Linked DNA regions of Hordeum vulgare: region 2 is linked to region 1. The links are chromatin contacts, called in public Hi-C maps. All regions are on one chromosome and are shown on one strand. Each heading gives the region's core, a stretch centred on a gene start, on an enhancer-like site or on the middle of the called end of the contact. The rest is flanking DNA. Distances are from core to core; before and after follow the strand shown.

The links. A called contact is a pair of places that touch in the nucleus more often than the background predicts.
Region 2: a Hi-C map of seedling shows a contact between it and region 1, with 4 times the contacts expected there. The contact joins the promoter of LOC123449145 here to the promoter of LOC123449144 in region 1. A contact is called at or near these places in 3 of 6 Hi-C or Micro-C datasets (leaf and seedling).

Annotation. Positions count from the first base shown.
Region 1 is chr4H:499,578,023-499,585,548 of MorexV3_pseudomolecules_assembly, forward strand. It overlaps LOC123449144 (V-type proton ATPase subunit a3-like), which reads right to left and starts at 4,095. Exons shown (of 18, transcript XM_045126245.1): 1 at 3,741-4,095; 2 at 3,006-3,050; 3 at 2,674-2,796; 4 at 2,483-2,590; 5 at 1,504-1,611; 6 at 1,246-1,419; 7 at 826-963; 8 at 287-394; 9 at 27-134. The coding sequence starts at 3,887.
Region 2 is chr4H:499,787,624-499,795,149 of MorexV3_pseudomolecules_assembly, forward strand. LOC123449145 (nuclear transcription factor Y subunit C-2-like) reads left to right here and starts at 4,063. Exons shown (of 2, transcript XM_045126246.1): 1 at 4,063-4,316; 2 at 5,019-5,955. The coding sequence starts at 5,060. The coding sequence ends at 5,785.

The DNA.
Region 1 (7,526 bases), core at 2,845-5,344:
CAGGTTAAGGAGACGAATTTTATTACCTGATTAGTTGCGAAAACTGGACTCCAGCCCTCACCAACTAAGCATTTCTTCGTCACATCAACGCTCAACATGTTCAGAGTGTGGTAAATTGATTTTTCCTTCTTTGCCTGAAAGATTTCAGTGCCAATTAGCAAATAATGATGGAACCATGAAAACCAGAACTCCACCACACACCATCTACAGTAACAACCAAAGTACATGGAACTCGAACTCAAGTAGAGCTTATCAAATGCCGAGATAATAAGCAATACAAGCTCACCAGATGGTTCCAATGCTCAAACTCTGATGCAATAGTTTTGAGTATACTGTCACGATGAGCTAATCCCATGTCAATCGTTGCCTTTAACTCTGATATCTTTCCAGCTACCTGCGTGATTGCAGGTATTTTCAGTACATGTTATAACGTTACAGGCTCGAGTTAGTAGCAGTGTAACACATAAGAATACATGGCAAAGATCTCCTCATGACATCCACCTTATGGTCAAAAACGATGCAACAACATCAAATCATTTTCCAGTAGTCACCAACTACAAAATAAAGATTATAAGGAGCAAAGCAATGTACATACTGCATAGTCATTTAATTAGATTTTTCTTAAATCTGGCATTGGAACGACATCAATGCAGTAGCAGAAGGTTAAACAAGCTCATATCACAGGCAAAGCACATTATCTCATACCCAAAAGCATTCTTAACTACTAACTTCCTCACTAGAAGTGCTACATCACATGGTTCACGGATTTAAGACAACACGAAAAAAATGAAGAATGTCAGAAAATAAATATTGCCAACTGCTGACCTCCTGAACAGTATGTGTTTGTTTAGCAAGGTCTTCAGGAAAAGGGTAACGGTTTGCACGAAAAGCATCACATATCTTCAGAATTTTGGCCTTTGCCCTCTCCCCAGAGTAGAATACGACAAATGTATTTTTGGACACCTGCATTGCCATAAGGTGTCAGATAAGTGTGTTTCGAATATAATAATGAGTGTAACTTCAGAACTAAAGAAACACTGGACACTAAATCCATAATACCCAAAGGAAATACTGTCAACATATTAAGTTGCACTACCTATGTACAGTAATATATGACGTTTTAGAGACCTTGCTAAACGCCCTATATTAGTTTACAGAGTCTCTAAAACGTCCAATATTAGTTTACAGAGGGAGTCTCACCCAAAGGGGAGGGATAATAACTTTTATGAGTAACAAGAAAACTACCTTTTCTCCGGATTGCGGATCAGTGACAGGTTCATCAACAGACTCTTGTCTAAGCAAAATGTTGCCCCTTGTAGAACGGAATAAGATACGTTCAAAAGCCATGGCCTTTTCCTTTGGCACAAGACCACTCAAAGAGCCAAGTTTCACTTGTTTCGATGCATCTGTTAACATATCCTATAAATTGACCAACAAAAATTATCAGGAAGAGAAAATAGAACAGAGCAAGGCAGGATGCTGTTTCTGAAACAATTTTTTCACCTGCTCCAACAGAGGACTCTCCAGGGAAGTCTCACCAGACTGATTTGCTTCCATTTGCCTGTGTTGTGCTGCAGCGCTTCTTTGAGCTGAATAGAAAAACTCACCAGCCTGAAAGTTAAAAGGAAATTTAGGAGAAGCAGTACCATATATGCAACAACGGGAAGTTGGATACAATTTTTCCTGTTCGTGACAGTATTGTCAACCCACACCCCACCCAACATCCACACACATATATGGTTTAGCTAACAGTTTATCTCTCAAACCTCCCATGTGATACATATCAAACATTGTTTCTCGGCATGGCAAAAAAGATACTACTGCCCATTCAAATACTGGTCTTGAGACCTTACTATCTTAACACACAAATCAAAAGTAATTAGCTTAAAACATTTATGAAATGTCTAACCCCATAACATAAATCTTGAAGTAATTCAAACTGAGGTAACGATAGACATCTCTACTCCTATAGAAGACTCGGTGATGATGGTGTGTGTCGTCCATCATTTCTGACCCTCCGATGTGTATCTAACACATACTCCCTCTAAAGAAATATAAGGGGTCATTTAGATCACTACTTTATAGTGATCTAAATGCTCTTATATTTCTTTGCGGAAGGAGTACGAGGTGAACTGTGGTTTTATTTTGCAAAAAGGCCCCCGCCACTCTGCTCCATATTTACAGAAATCCCCTGAAGTCTATACAAGGTCAATCCCTAGCCCGCTTCATCCAAACAGATAAGAGGAATAAATTTTGCGTAAAACATAACATATTTTTAGTGTATATATGTATATTACCAAAACTAGGGTGATTTTTATTCAAGTTTGTGAACATGAATCAGTCTATTTTGTATCTATTGCGACATACAGGCACTTTGCTAGTAGCAAATATGTGTGCAACTGATACAGCATGCGTACATGCTGCAATATATGCACTTGCGTTCAAGAATAATTACTATAACTACAAGGCTAAGTAGCTATACCTTTTGAAGAACAGTACTGTACTCCAGTAGCTCGTTGTGGGCTCGCTGTAATTTTTCATCGTTTGCATTTACTTCAGTTAGTTCAGCTTCCAGCTCTCCAAGCTTTACCTGTTCCTCAGGAAGTGTTAGAAAGATCAACTTTAAGATTTATAAGTTGCACACGATAAGGGGTATCTCACTGATTATCATACCTCCATGTCATCAAAATCTAGAGGAGTTTCGGTTGATTGCATGGGAGGAACTTGTATTCCAGCTTTCGACATCTGTTCCTTAAAAAATCTCAACTTGCGGGACATTTCAGCACACCTTTTGATCTGCAAGGAGTTAAGTCAGAGCAGCAAAGAGACGGTGATAATTATCACACTAAACACAGATATATAGTCTTTTGGCCATATTATATACATGCACGACGGCCAAGGCGGGTATAATTAAAGCAAACCAATAAAACTGTTGTGATAAGGTTTTAAGCAGATGGTGAAAACATAAATTAAGATAAATGTGTTCTCATAAACGAGCAATGTACCTGTGCAGCGTAGGTGCGTTGAAACGGGCTTTTGTCTGCGTTGAGCTGGGAGAAGAAAAAATAAACATCAGATTCACAGCAGGGAAGCAGCCAAAAAACAAAATCCGCACATAGCACATATAACAGTTCACAAGCAAGAAAATGCACGCGCGAGTTCCATGATCTAATAATCATGTGCACTTGAGCAAGGCAGAGAATTCCCGATTAAAGAGCATACCCCTGCTACCTACTCCCTCCGTTCCTAAATATAAGACATTTTAGAGATTTTACTATGAACTACATACAAATGAATGTAGTCACATTTTAAATGTAGATTCATTCATTTTGCTCTGTATCCAGTCTATAGTGAGATTTCTAAAATGTCTTATATTTAGGAACGGAGGGAGTAGCAAACACGGGTCACGGCAATGCAAACCTGCAGAGCACAACTCCGATGGCTACGTGTGGTATAACAATATACTCCCTCCGTACTAGTTTAGCCTACAAAAACGTCTTAGATTTTGGTAGAGAGGCAGTAATACACAGCGAATAATTACGCCGCACAAAAAGTCTTAGCTCCCAAATTCGCAATGTCATCTGTGAACCACTGCCAATTCCGAGGGAATCGCAAGCACGGAACCCTAGCGAGGAGCGACCAGCTCAGATCGGCGCATCGGGGGCAGGCACCGGCCAGATCCTCCGGCGAAACCAAGCCAGACAGCTAAAATCGAGGGCGGGAGGAGACGGCGGACTCACGTCTTTGAACTGGATGAGGCCCAGATCGCCGAGGTGGGAGACGGCGAGGTGCGCGGACTCGGTGGGGATAATGACCTGCAGGAGCTGCATCGCCTCCGACCGCATCAGATCCATCGAGGGGCAGCAGCCCCCTCCGCTGCGCGCCATGGCGTGCAGGCCCGCGGCGGGCGAAGGCTCCTCCTCCTCCTCCTCCTCTCCGGCGGGGATGGGCGGGCGGCGAGCAGCGCGGCCCCGATCGGTTTCGCGTCGTGCGGAGCAGGGAGGGGGCGAGAGGAGGATGAGACAGGCCGGGTCCTGTCGACCATGTGCTATTATGCCGAGACGTGGCTGGGCGGGGAGGGACCGATACGCGCAGGGCCCAGAGGTCAGAGGGGAGGGGGGGGGCGGTTTTGTGCTGTGATTTTTTGCTTTTCCGGAAACCAGTTTGCGTTTGTGATTGGAAGAGTTCGTAGCTGTCAGAAGGATCTGGATTTTTTTTTTAGCGTGATGAAGGATCTGGATTTCGACGAGGGGGAGGGAGGGAGGGGTGTGAGGCTGGTAGGTGGGGTCGATCAACGTGTCGTGTCGTGTCGGTCCAGACCTGATATCCGATCGGTGAGGGAGGATGGCACGTAGAGGCAGCTGGTAAGAGGCTGTAAACGCTCTTCTTTCTTTCAAGAGCGGAGGATGGTTGCAAACCTTGTTAGTTGATGGTTAAAGGGATAATGATATTTTCAGTTAATTGAGATTCAAGTCCTCGTGTGAAAGGAGACGTTTCTCGTCGATGACGAGGCGCGTACGGTGGCTTCGTAAATCTCAACATGATATGTTAGCTTGGTCTTTTGAAGGTGCTCATATGAGTAGGGTGTGTGTGCGTTTTCATAACGGTGAGTGTATGCGCGTGTATTTAAGCGTTTGCGTTTATACTATGTTCAGAAAAAAAAACAGACGATGGTTTTATTTTTTTGGAAGTACTTCATCTCTTCATAACATTTTAATATAATTACATATGAATTAAAATAAATCAACAAACAAACTAAAACGTGTTTAACGGGTGAAATAGGTAGGTCATATACTCTTAGTGACTCCCATATGCTCATTGTTATGTTATTTTCAAATTTAAATATAAAGGATAAAGACAAATTTCTAACAAGCGAGCGAAGTAAGGCCCATTATCGGTAGGCTTGAACCGAAGCTAGGCGAAGCATCCACAAAGAAGTATTAAGCTCGATCACCTATGTTATATATATATCCTTTATGAACCGTCACAATGAGATATTCTGAACAATTATAAATCCCCGACATTTGTAACCTGTTCGATATAGCAAAGTTCGTTATGCTTCGCTTTGGTTCAAGCCTATCAACGATGGGTCTCACTCCGCTCGCTCGTCAAAGGTTAATCTTTATATTTATCTTATGCTATGAAGCATATAACATACGAAAGAACAATCAGACTTGGGCTTGTAACAGACCAGCTTGAAACATCGTTCTATGCAAAAGAACAATCAGTCTTGGGCTTACCAGGGCCGGCAAAATCCGGGGCCCTATACGAAACTAAAAGTTGGGATCCTATCTCACAAAAAACTAACGAGTAATTATAATGTATATATATCGTAGAAATTTTTTATAACATATGTATTATAATGTCTTGCATAATAATTGGCATATAAAAAAGTTATGCATATCCAACTACGGGTTGCTATTTATTTGAACATCTTCATTCTTTTACTATTCTTTGAAATTAAATCTTCAGTGATATCCTCGTAATCAATCTTTTCCAACACATCACTCTCAAGTGCTATTATGGCCAAATCATTGAATCTTTGTTGTATCATAGTAGCATGCACATAGGACTTCAATAGGTTTAATTTAGAAAAACTTATTTTTGTCGATGCCACTGTCACAGGAATGGTCAGCAGAACTCTATATACAATACATGCATTGGAAAAACAATCATGATGCTTTAGAAAATTCAGAATTTTAACGGGTCCGATATTTTCTTTTGGCATGAAATTTGAAGAAACTTCAACTCAACAAATAGATCATTGTCATCAACATCAGATTGTTTATCCTTCATAAGGGCAGCCTCAAGATTAACACCAAAAGATTTCAAACTTTCAGAAGTAAATAAGAAACCAAAAAATTTCTCGTAACCTTCATATTGCTCAAATCTGCATTGTTGAAACAAAAGATAAAAACGATTAATAAAAAAACTTGAAGATCAATCGAACAACGCGAAGAGCGACGAAGTAGTTTGTAGTCTGTATAGGGGCATGTCTCTTGCGCTTATAGTATCTAGTCTTTGTAGTCTTGAGTCTGTACAAGGGTCTGTCCATGTAGTCTGCGGTTGTACCTGTACGAGGCGACGAGCGATGAGCGGCGAGGCGACGAGCCGATGAGGAGGAGACAAGGCGACGAGGAGGCGATGTGCTTGTGGCGTTTGATCCGAAAAAGAGGAAGCGGCAGCAGGGCACATCGCACCCTCACAGCGATCGATGGCCTGGCTCAGCGGAATCAGCAGGAGCAGCGGTCCATTGATCGATCCAGAAAAAATGAAAGCAGCAGTGTCGCACATCGTATCCTCGCTGGCTCGCTCTAGCGGGAGCAGCGCCCAGCGTCCCACTGGCCAGTTGTCCATAGGTTTTTTCTAATACAAGGCCTACCTAAAAAAATTTGGACCCCTCAGAATTTTGGGCCTTGTGCGGGCCGCACAGTATGCACCACTGTGGGCCCGGCCCTGGGCTTACACCTTGAGACTTGGTGTACATACACCCTTGCGAATTTCCTATGTGATGCTCGGTACATCGTGTTGTTATCTTTTTGCACAGAGCCGACAAAATCAGCTCATTTAGTCAGATTTTTGTTTTCTTGGTTTTAGCAACCTTTTAGAAGGTATCGGTTTCTAAAGACATTGTTCAGTTTTTTGGTTTTTTCATTTCCTGTTGTTTTTTATGGTTTTATCAAGGGTTTTCCTTTAAAAAATCTTTTTAACAAAATGTTCTGAAATTTCAAAAATTGTTTGGAAATTTAAAATATTTTGAATTTTCAAACAAACTCATGTTTCCAGATTTTTTTTAATTCAACAAAAAATCTTGTTTTGAGAACTATTGGGCAATATCCTAAATTTGTTCCTGATTACAAAAAATGATCGCTATTCAAAAAGAATCGTGAATTTAAAAAATTGTTTGTGTTTTTCAAAAAAATGCTCGCGATTTAAAAAAAATGTTACCATTTTAAAATTTTGTTCATAAATATTTGTTTTTCTAAAAATGTTTGGAAATTTCAAAAAGATGTTTGAAATAAAAAAGAAGACAAAAACCGAGCTTTGTTTGGCTCGCTACAGTAGCGTTCAATGATTATATTTTGGTCGCTACGGTAGCCATCTAGATCGATGCGGATGAGCGTTCACGGCTCTACTTGGGTCGGCCTAGCCAGGCATAGCTCCGTGCGTGTGCATGTCTATTTGAAGCCAAGCGCGATATATAGGAGCCCCAGCCTTGGGAGTTTGATTTCAAAAAAAAACTTTGGGAATGCAACCCGCTCGTATGTTCACATATTTCCTCAAAATAATCTTGTGTAAATTTTCTATACTCTAGAGGGCATCATTGTGCGCGTTTAATAATCAAATTCAATAGTATCAAAATCACTACAAAAGTGTCTTTTTAACAAAGGAGCTCAAGCTCCCAATTTCATTTTGATATAGAGCTAATAAAACAACCACCAATTCTTCAAGTTCCACCAAAATCCACCCATGGGCACAACTACAAACCAATGTGCCAAGCTAAAGAAACACCCAACTTCAACAAC
Region 2 (7,526 bases), core at 2,813-5,312, 210 kb after region 1:
CTTGGTGCCACGTACATCGCCTCTACCAGCATCAGATTCACCAGAGGAGTCCGGGGTTCCTCGGGCAGGGGAGCTGGACCATTTATTTTTTCGGCCAATTCTAGCCAATCCTTCAAAGAAGGAGGGATAGTAAGACCTTCAATAAAACGAGGACTTTGAGTAAGTATGAGAGCTCGGACGTACCTCCAAACGAGGAGTATCGGTGTCCAAGCCGGTGTCTCTGTCCTCGGCCGACCTCTCCTGCTGCGGTTTGAGAAGTATACGCCATAGGTTTTCATGGGTGGTGCGATTGAACTCGAGCACCATCGAGGGGTCGCCGGGCTTGTGAGACGACATCGCATTATCCTAGAGGTGGAAGGGAAGGATGTGGGTTGGGGCGTGACCTTGTCTACAGCGGCCAGCTGGATGTTTGATGCCACCATCTGCTTGATGCATTTTTGCACCAGCTTCACATCCGAAGTTGAGCCCCAGTCGAGACCCTTCTTGATCCATGAGGTCAGCCTCACCGGGGGTCCGGACTTGAACTCGTTGGGCATCGCCCAGTTTGCTTCTTGTGGCTCTATGATGTAGAACCACTCCTTATGCCAGCCCTTGATGGTGTCGATCAGTGTGCCCTCAGGCCATGGCACGCGGCAGATCTTGCTTATCACAGCCCTGCCACAGTCGGCATGCTGGCTGCTGACCGACTTTTGCTTGACGCTGAAAACTTTGAGCCAAAGACCAAAGTGCGGATCAACCGGCAGGAAGGCCTTGCAAACGATGATGCAGATGGAGACGTGCATAATGGAATTCGGGGGAAGGTCATGGAAGTCTAACCCATAATAAAACATCACACCCCTGACAAAGGGGTGAAGCGGGAAGCCCAGTCCCCGGAGGAAGTGGGGGACGGACACCACCCGCTCACCGGGCCTTGGCGTAGGTACCACCTGGCCCTTTTCCGGTGCTCGGTGGGCGATGCCGGCTGCAATATATCCACAATGCTTCAGCTCGTGGATGTCCCCTTCAGACACACATGAGATCTCCCATTTGCCCTTAGAGCCCGGGCCGGCCATTGCACAGCTTGGAACGAAGGGCGTTTGGAAAGGGTGGGAGATGGAATGGATTTGGGCACTCGAGCTTGGCAGGAGAAGGAGTAGGGTTTGGAATGCTTGTGGTGGGCTTTGGATCTTTTCCCCTTTTAAGGGAGGTCGTGAGCCAAGGGTTTCCGCTTATTGCGCCATCAACATTGCTACTTCCTGAAATGACCGCACCGTTGAATGTGCGTGAGTTGGCCCGGGTCATTAATTTGAATCCCCTTAAATGCGGGACACAATCTCTTTTGTTGATAGAACGTGCCTCGGGGAAAGTGGCCTCGATCTGCGATTCGAGTTTTTCTCATTATTTGCTATCACAACTTTTCGTGAGAAGAATTGTCAGCTAAGGACTATTCACCTACGGCGTTTAAATCCTTTAGATTTAATGATGCCCATTTTGAGAACGCGACGTCATTGGAGCGACTAAACCGATATCGGCCGGATACAGGAGGAACTCGTCGTGCAAGCCGATTAGTCTATGTGTCCCGCTGCCGAAGACCATACACATTGGTGTTCAAGGCTAGTTCGGGGGCTACTGAGGGAGTTCCAGATTAAGTGGCCCTCGGGCAGTCGGGTTATCCCTGATGGGCCGACCACATGGTCTGTGTCATTGAAGACCGAGTTATGTGGCAACTTCATAATCTAGATGGAAAGCTCCAAAGACTAGGCCTGCACTCCAAGATAGGAGGACCAGTTCGGCCCGTATATCCCCGATTAAGGTCGGTAACATGTAACCCTCGGGGCCCTAGTGTCTTTATAAACTTGAGGCTCTTACGTGTAGAGGCAGGTTATCTCATCTAGGGTTTAGCTCGTTCGATCTCGAGGTAGATCAACTTCGTAAGCATCGTTCCACATCAATATAATCAAGCAGGACGTAGGGTTTTAGCTCCTCAAGAGGGTCCGAACCTGGATAAACGATGTCTCCCCCTCTTTCCTGCAACCTATCGATTCTAGATCTACTGTTCGGGACCCCCTACCCGAGATTTGCCGGTTTTGACGCCGGCATTAATCTCACCATTCATTTAAAAGTGGTGAGAACAAGAAACTTATCCATTCCATCGTTCCAAACTAATATGAGATTTAACCATTTCATTGTATCCAATTGTCCCCAATTCGACTTATGATTGAAATCGTCTCATTCAAAGGGAATGGAACCATCACACTACATTCCACCCTAAACAAAATTAGAATTATGGAGGAAAATATCCCCTTTTTGACAAAAGTAAGAAATTAGAAATTATGCAAATGAATAAAATATGTCATCTGATGGAATAGTAGAGTCACTTGTTGGATTCTCGATTCTCTCATCGAAGTAATTTTCCTCGTGACATCACACGAGCTCTTCTTTTTTGAAAAGTCTTGAGTCTATTGATAATTTGCAATGGCAGATTAAAGATCCCCCAAAATAACAAAAATTATAACAGGCCATCTAGAGACAAATACAAGAACTGGAGCGAGCCAAAGGCAACCACAACCATCATTTTCCCTCACCAGAGTTAGACAAACCTTGTTATAATAGACAAACAGAAAGTTGTTGTGTTAAGGTCCCAAAGGACCAACGCGCTAGAACAACAACCACCATCGATGATGGAAAGTGTAGGTCGAAAAGGGCATCGAAAACGAGGGTCGGCTGAATCCAAATGGGTGTGCCAAAGACGAACATTGGCCGGATCCAGGCATATCCACGGAAGCCCATCGCCAACTAGGTCAAAGAAGATTTGCCGGAGACACATATGATATCGCTGCCTCGACCAAGACACTAAACCTACCTAATGCAAGGACATGATCCCTCCTGCTAAACCCGGTTGGGGGGGGGGGGGGAGGGGTGGTCCACCGCAACTCCAAGGCCCATAAGGCCACCGGAGGCAGCGTTGGCGAGAAAGACGGAAACCCTAATCTTCTGCTGAGTCGTGTGTGAAGTGAGTGGGAGCTGTTGCCAACAAATCCAATTTTTCAAAACCGAATTCATACTTCTTCTTTCTGTTTTGCTAAAGCACATCTAGATATGTCATAAATATTGCTCATCTAAGTCTATATCATTGATTTTACACGGAGATTTGTGTGGATTTCTTTTTTATGCTTGATTGGATCAGTTAGAGATGTGCGATAACTAAGACACACACCTACATGCGTCGTAAACTTTTCCCTCCTTTTCCCCAATCGAAGGATAAGAATAAAATCTACAAAACTGCCTCGTTCTATTAATTAAACCAGAAATGGTTCTCCAATTATCGGAGGAGAGACATGTTCGACCTGGCTGCAGACACAGGCTGAGAACCAGTGACAGCCTGAGAAGATCCATTTGATGAGACCACCCATGGCGTCACCGTCACCATTGAGACATTTCTGACGCCACTCATGGTTACGTTAACTGAAGATCCCCGATGTGCACATGACATGCTCGTGCCTAGAGACCAGCTCGTGCCAATTTGAGCAGATGGGAACGGCGACCCAGCCGATATTGCCCCCAATCCGAGTGAACAGTTTTGAGAGGCTACAAAACTTCCACAATGGATAATGCCGATATCCGAAAAGACAAAGCCTGGCCACGAATTGCTCTCTCCCAGATATCCTCTCCATCTTTTCTTATCCTCAGGTAACACGCCAAAAATAAATCAGAACAAGATATACGTACCTTCTAAGTTTTCACAGCAGAGTGCATGTGAAAGGCCTTGCTTGCCCCTTGACAAACTTTATTTTTAGAAAAATCCATTGATCAGCTATGGTCAGGAACGTACACAACTCACAGAAAATTCACAGGACACAGACCCAATTTTTGGCCCTAATTCTGTGCACAACATGTATCTAGGTGCTGTAATTTAGCCTTACCAGTACATGCTATTTTTGCTGCATAATATTCAGAATACAGACTGACATACTTAGTGTTTCACCGTAAACTGCATAACAGCACCGGATAATACCTTTCGGCTAGCTAGCTTCCAAGCAGACGAAAATGACGCGCGTGCTTCAGATATCCCGGATCCCAGGTCGTGTCCGTCTACCGCGTGATCTTTTTCAGCTTCGTTGGACCGAGAGCTGGCCATTTTTATTCAGCCCTCTCTCTAGCTCGGCAATGGCCGCGAGGGCGTGTCCTGCTGCTTCTGATCACCGTGTGTGCTGAAGCATCCGACGCGCTTGCGCCGAGCAGCAGGAGCCGCTCATGCTCGCCTTCCCTCCCCTTGCTAACTGAAGCAGTAAGAGATCAAGTTCACAGAGGGGGTTCGTCTGATCTACAAAGCCCAGGTCTGGTGTTCTATGATTGTTCCACCTTAAGTTTCTAGTCGTTCGCCATCTTTACCGTCTCACGCATGCAGACATGCAGAGCTTGCGCCTGTAACTGTACTCAGTACTGCTTCTTTCTCTTCCAGCCTGAATGAAACCGGAGCTGATCTTCTTCTCCTCGTTATCGTTTTGGCTTTTGGCTAGTAGACAATCGATGATCGATCGATGTAGTTCTGCTCTTTGTTTTGATCCATCACTTCTCCAGCCTTCATGTTTTAGCTGCATGCAGGTTTATTACTTTGATAGTAAGATCTTAACGCTGCGTCGATCCCGATCAGGCTAGCAGAAATATGCATGTGCACGATAAGCAAGGGATAAGTAGGCCCCCTTGTTTGCACTTCGCCACCTATGGCTAGTCTCGCTTCCTCATCTCTTGATCCGCCACATCCTAGATAGTACCAAACTTTATAATGAAAGATTACCCACATGATCACCTCATCCTCTTCTGAATGGCTAACATCTTGTTTCTCTACTGTATACCCTGGACCTGATGGTTCTCGCCATTCTTTGACATCTTGATCGATCTCTTTGCAAGCGTCGCGTCATTTAGGCTTTGCAAGCCTATAGTTTGAACTAGGTAGCCATTGTTACTTCCGGTTACGGGGTGGTGCACAGATCATTCATTTCTAAGTTCTAACAACCGTCTTGATTTTCTCCATGCAGCTATACATCGCCCTAGCTTGCAGATCGCAAGCTAGATAGCAATGGAGAACCACCAGCTGCCCTACACCACCCAGCCCCCGGCAACCGGTGCATCCGGAGCCCCGGTGCCGGGCGTGCCTGGGCCGCCGCCGGTGCCACACCACCACCTGCTCCAGCAGCAGCAGGCCCAGCTGCAGGCGTTCTGGGCGTACCAGCGGCAGGAGGCGGAGCGCGCGTCGGCGTCCGACTTCAAGAACCACCAGCTGCCGCTGGCACGGATCAAGAAGATCATGAAGGCCGACGAGGACGTGCGTATGATCTCCGCGGAGGCGCCCGTGCTCTTCGCCAAGGCGTGCGAGCTCTTCATCCTCGAGCTCACCATCCGCTCCTGGCTGCACGCCGAGGAGAACAAGCGCCGCACACTGCAGCGCAACGATGTCGCAGCTGCCATCGCGCGCACCGACGTCTTCGACTTCCTCGTCGACATTGTGCCGCGCGAGGAGGCCAAGGAGGAGCCCGGCAGCGCAGCCCTCGGGTTTGTCGCCGGAGGGGTTGGTGCGGCCGGTGGGGGCCCCGCCGCCGGGCTACCGTACTACTATCCGCCGATGGGGCAGCCGGCTGCACCGATGATGCCGGCCTGGCATGTTCCGGCGTGGGAACCAGCGTGGCAGCAAGGCGGGGCGGACGTGGATCAAGGTGCCGGGAGCTTCGGCGAGGAAGGGCAAGGGTTCACGGGGGGCCATGGTGGCTCGGCTGGCTTCCCTCCGGGGCCTCCAAGCTCCGAGTGATCGCTGCTAGAGCTGCGCGTATTGGATACTCAAAATGTTATTTACCACGCCGCGCAATGTAATTGTGTGAGTATATGGCATGTCTTGCGTTAATTAAGGACTAACAAGCAGTTAATTATGCATCCCTTTTGGAAAAACAACCAGATAATACTACCATGAATTTGAATCCAGGCATGCAGGATATGCATATAGGCAGGGCACACTTTCTTGCACACATATGGCCTTTCCTCTACACGCACAAACCATGTACTCCATTCGTTTCAAAATATAATGTGTATTATATAATTGAAGTTAAACCTTATAAATTTTGATGAAATATACATAAAAGTTTAGCCCTTCTCGAATACTAAATCAATATCATTTGATTCATTATGAAATGTGTTTTAGTACAATACATATTTTGTATTGCTTATATACATATACTACCTCCGTTCCAAAACATGTTGCCGTGGTTTTAGTTCAAATTAACTAATACCGTGACAAATGTTTTGTAGCGGGCGTATATTTTTATATATAAACTTGGTCAAAGTTTGTAAAATTTGACTTTTGCGAAGAAAAAAAATTATGCATTACATTGGGACGAAGTGAGTTTTTTTTCCCCAGTTCGTGCTCTCTTTAGCCAGAAATACAAGAACATAATCATATGTGCAATAATATTTTTTAAACTTTCATCAATAATCCTACATATCTAAATAGTTGATAATCACAAACTCATTTCTATTAACATGCTACTATGCCAACTCACCATTCCGTCACGCATAAAAGAAAACCTGTCTTGACATGCATCATGCATTGTACACATATTCAATTAACATTCTGCAACTATATAATAATCAAATATAATAAATTATATGTACTTTAGTTTTAGTAATCATATTGCCAAATCTCATAGAAATAATTTCATCCAATTCTTGCAATAACGAGGGGTATCATCTCTAGTACATAGGATCAAACATAGAAGACAAAGATTCACAGACTCCACTAGTGTTTCTGAGGTCCCGCTGTGGTTCCGAGCTTCGCCCACAGAGTGTCGTCGGGGAGTGCAAGAGGAAGACATCTTTGATTTCCCTAGGACCAACGTGTAATTTTAATTTTCATGAGGATGTCTTTGCAAAGGTTGATTGACTTTAATATATGACCTTTGACACTTTCACAAATAAAAAACATACTAAAATAACATTACTGTATTTTTCTTGCAATGCCATCTTTATGTATAATATACCTTTTTATTATTTCTAAACATATCACAAGTAAAAATTGTAGTCAAAGTTATGCCTTGCAAATTGTTTAAAGTAAAACTTGACTTATATTTCTCGACGGAGAAAACACAATATTTTTTGTCTTTGGGGTGCTTAGTGGCTTTCATTTTCATGTATTTTTACTCCTGTCCCACCTAGAACCGAACAGAAACAATTATGTTGCGAACAAAATAGGTTTGTCACACTTATGAAAGGACATTTCCGTGTAAGTGATTTAAGTATTAATGACAATGCAATTTGCGTACTAACCGTACTAGTCGAATGCCCGTGCATTGCCACAGATTAAAAAATAAACATAAAATGTTTGAGGTCATTTGACGAATTGGATGATGATCGCCTCTAGCTAGGCGGTGGCGATGCTTGAAGCCATGATCCCGGAACAATTGAGGTCACCTAATGGGTCACAAGACATCGCACATGGAGATATGATATATGATGAATATTTAATGCATGCAATAATAATGAACAAAGATAAAATTATT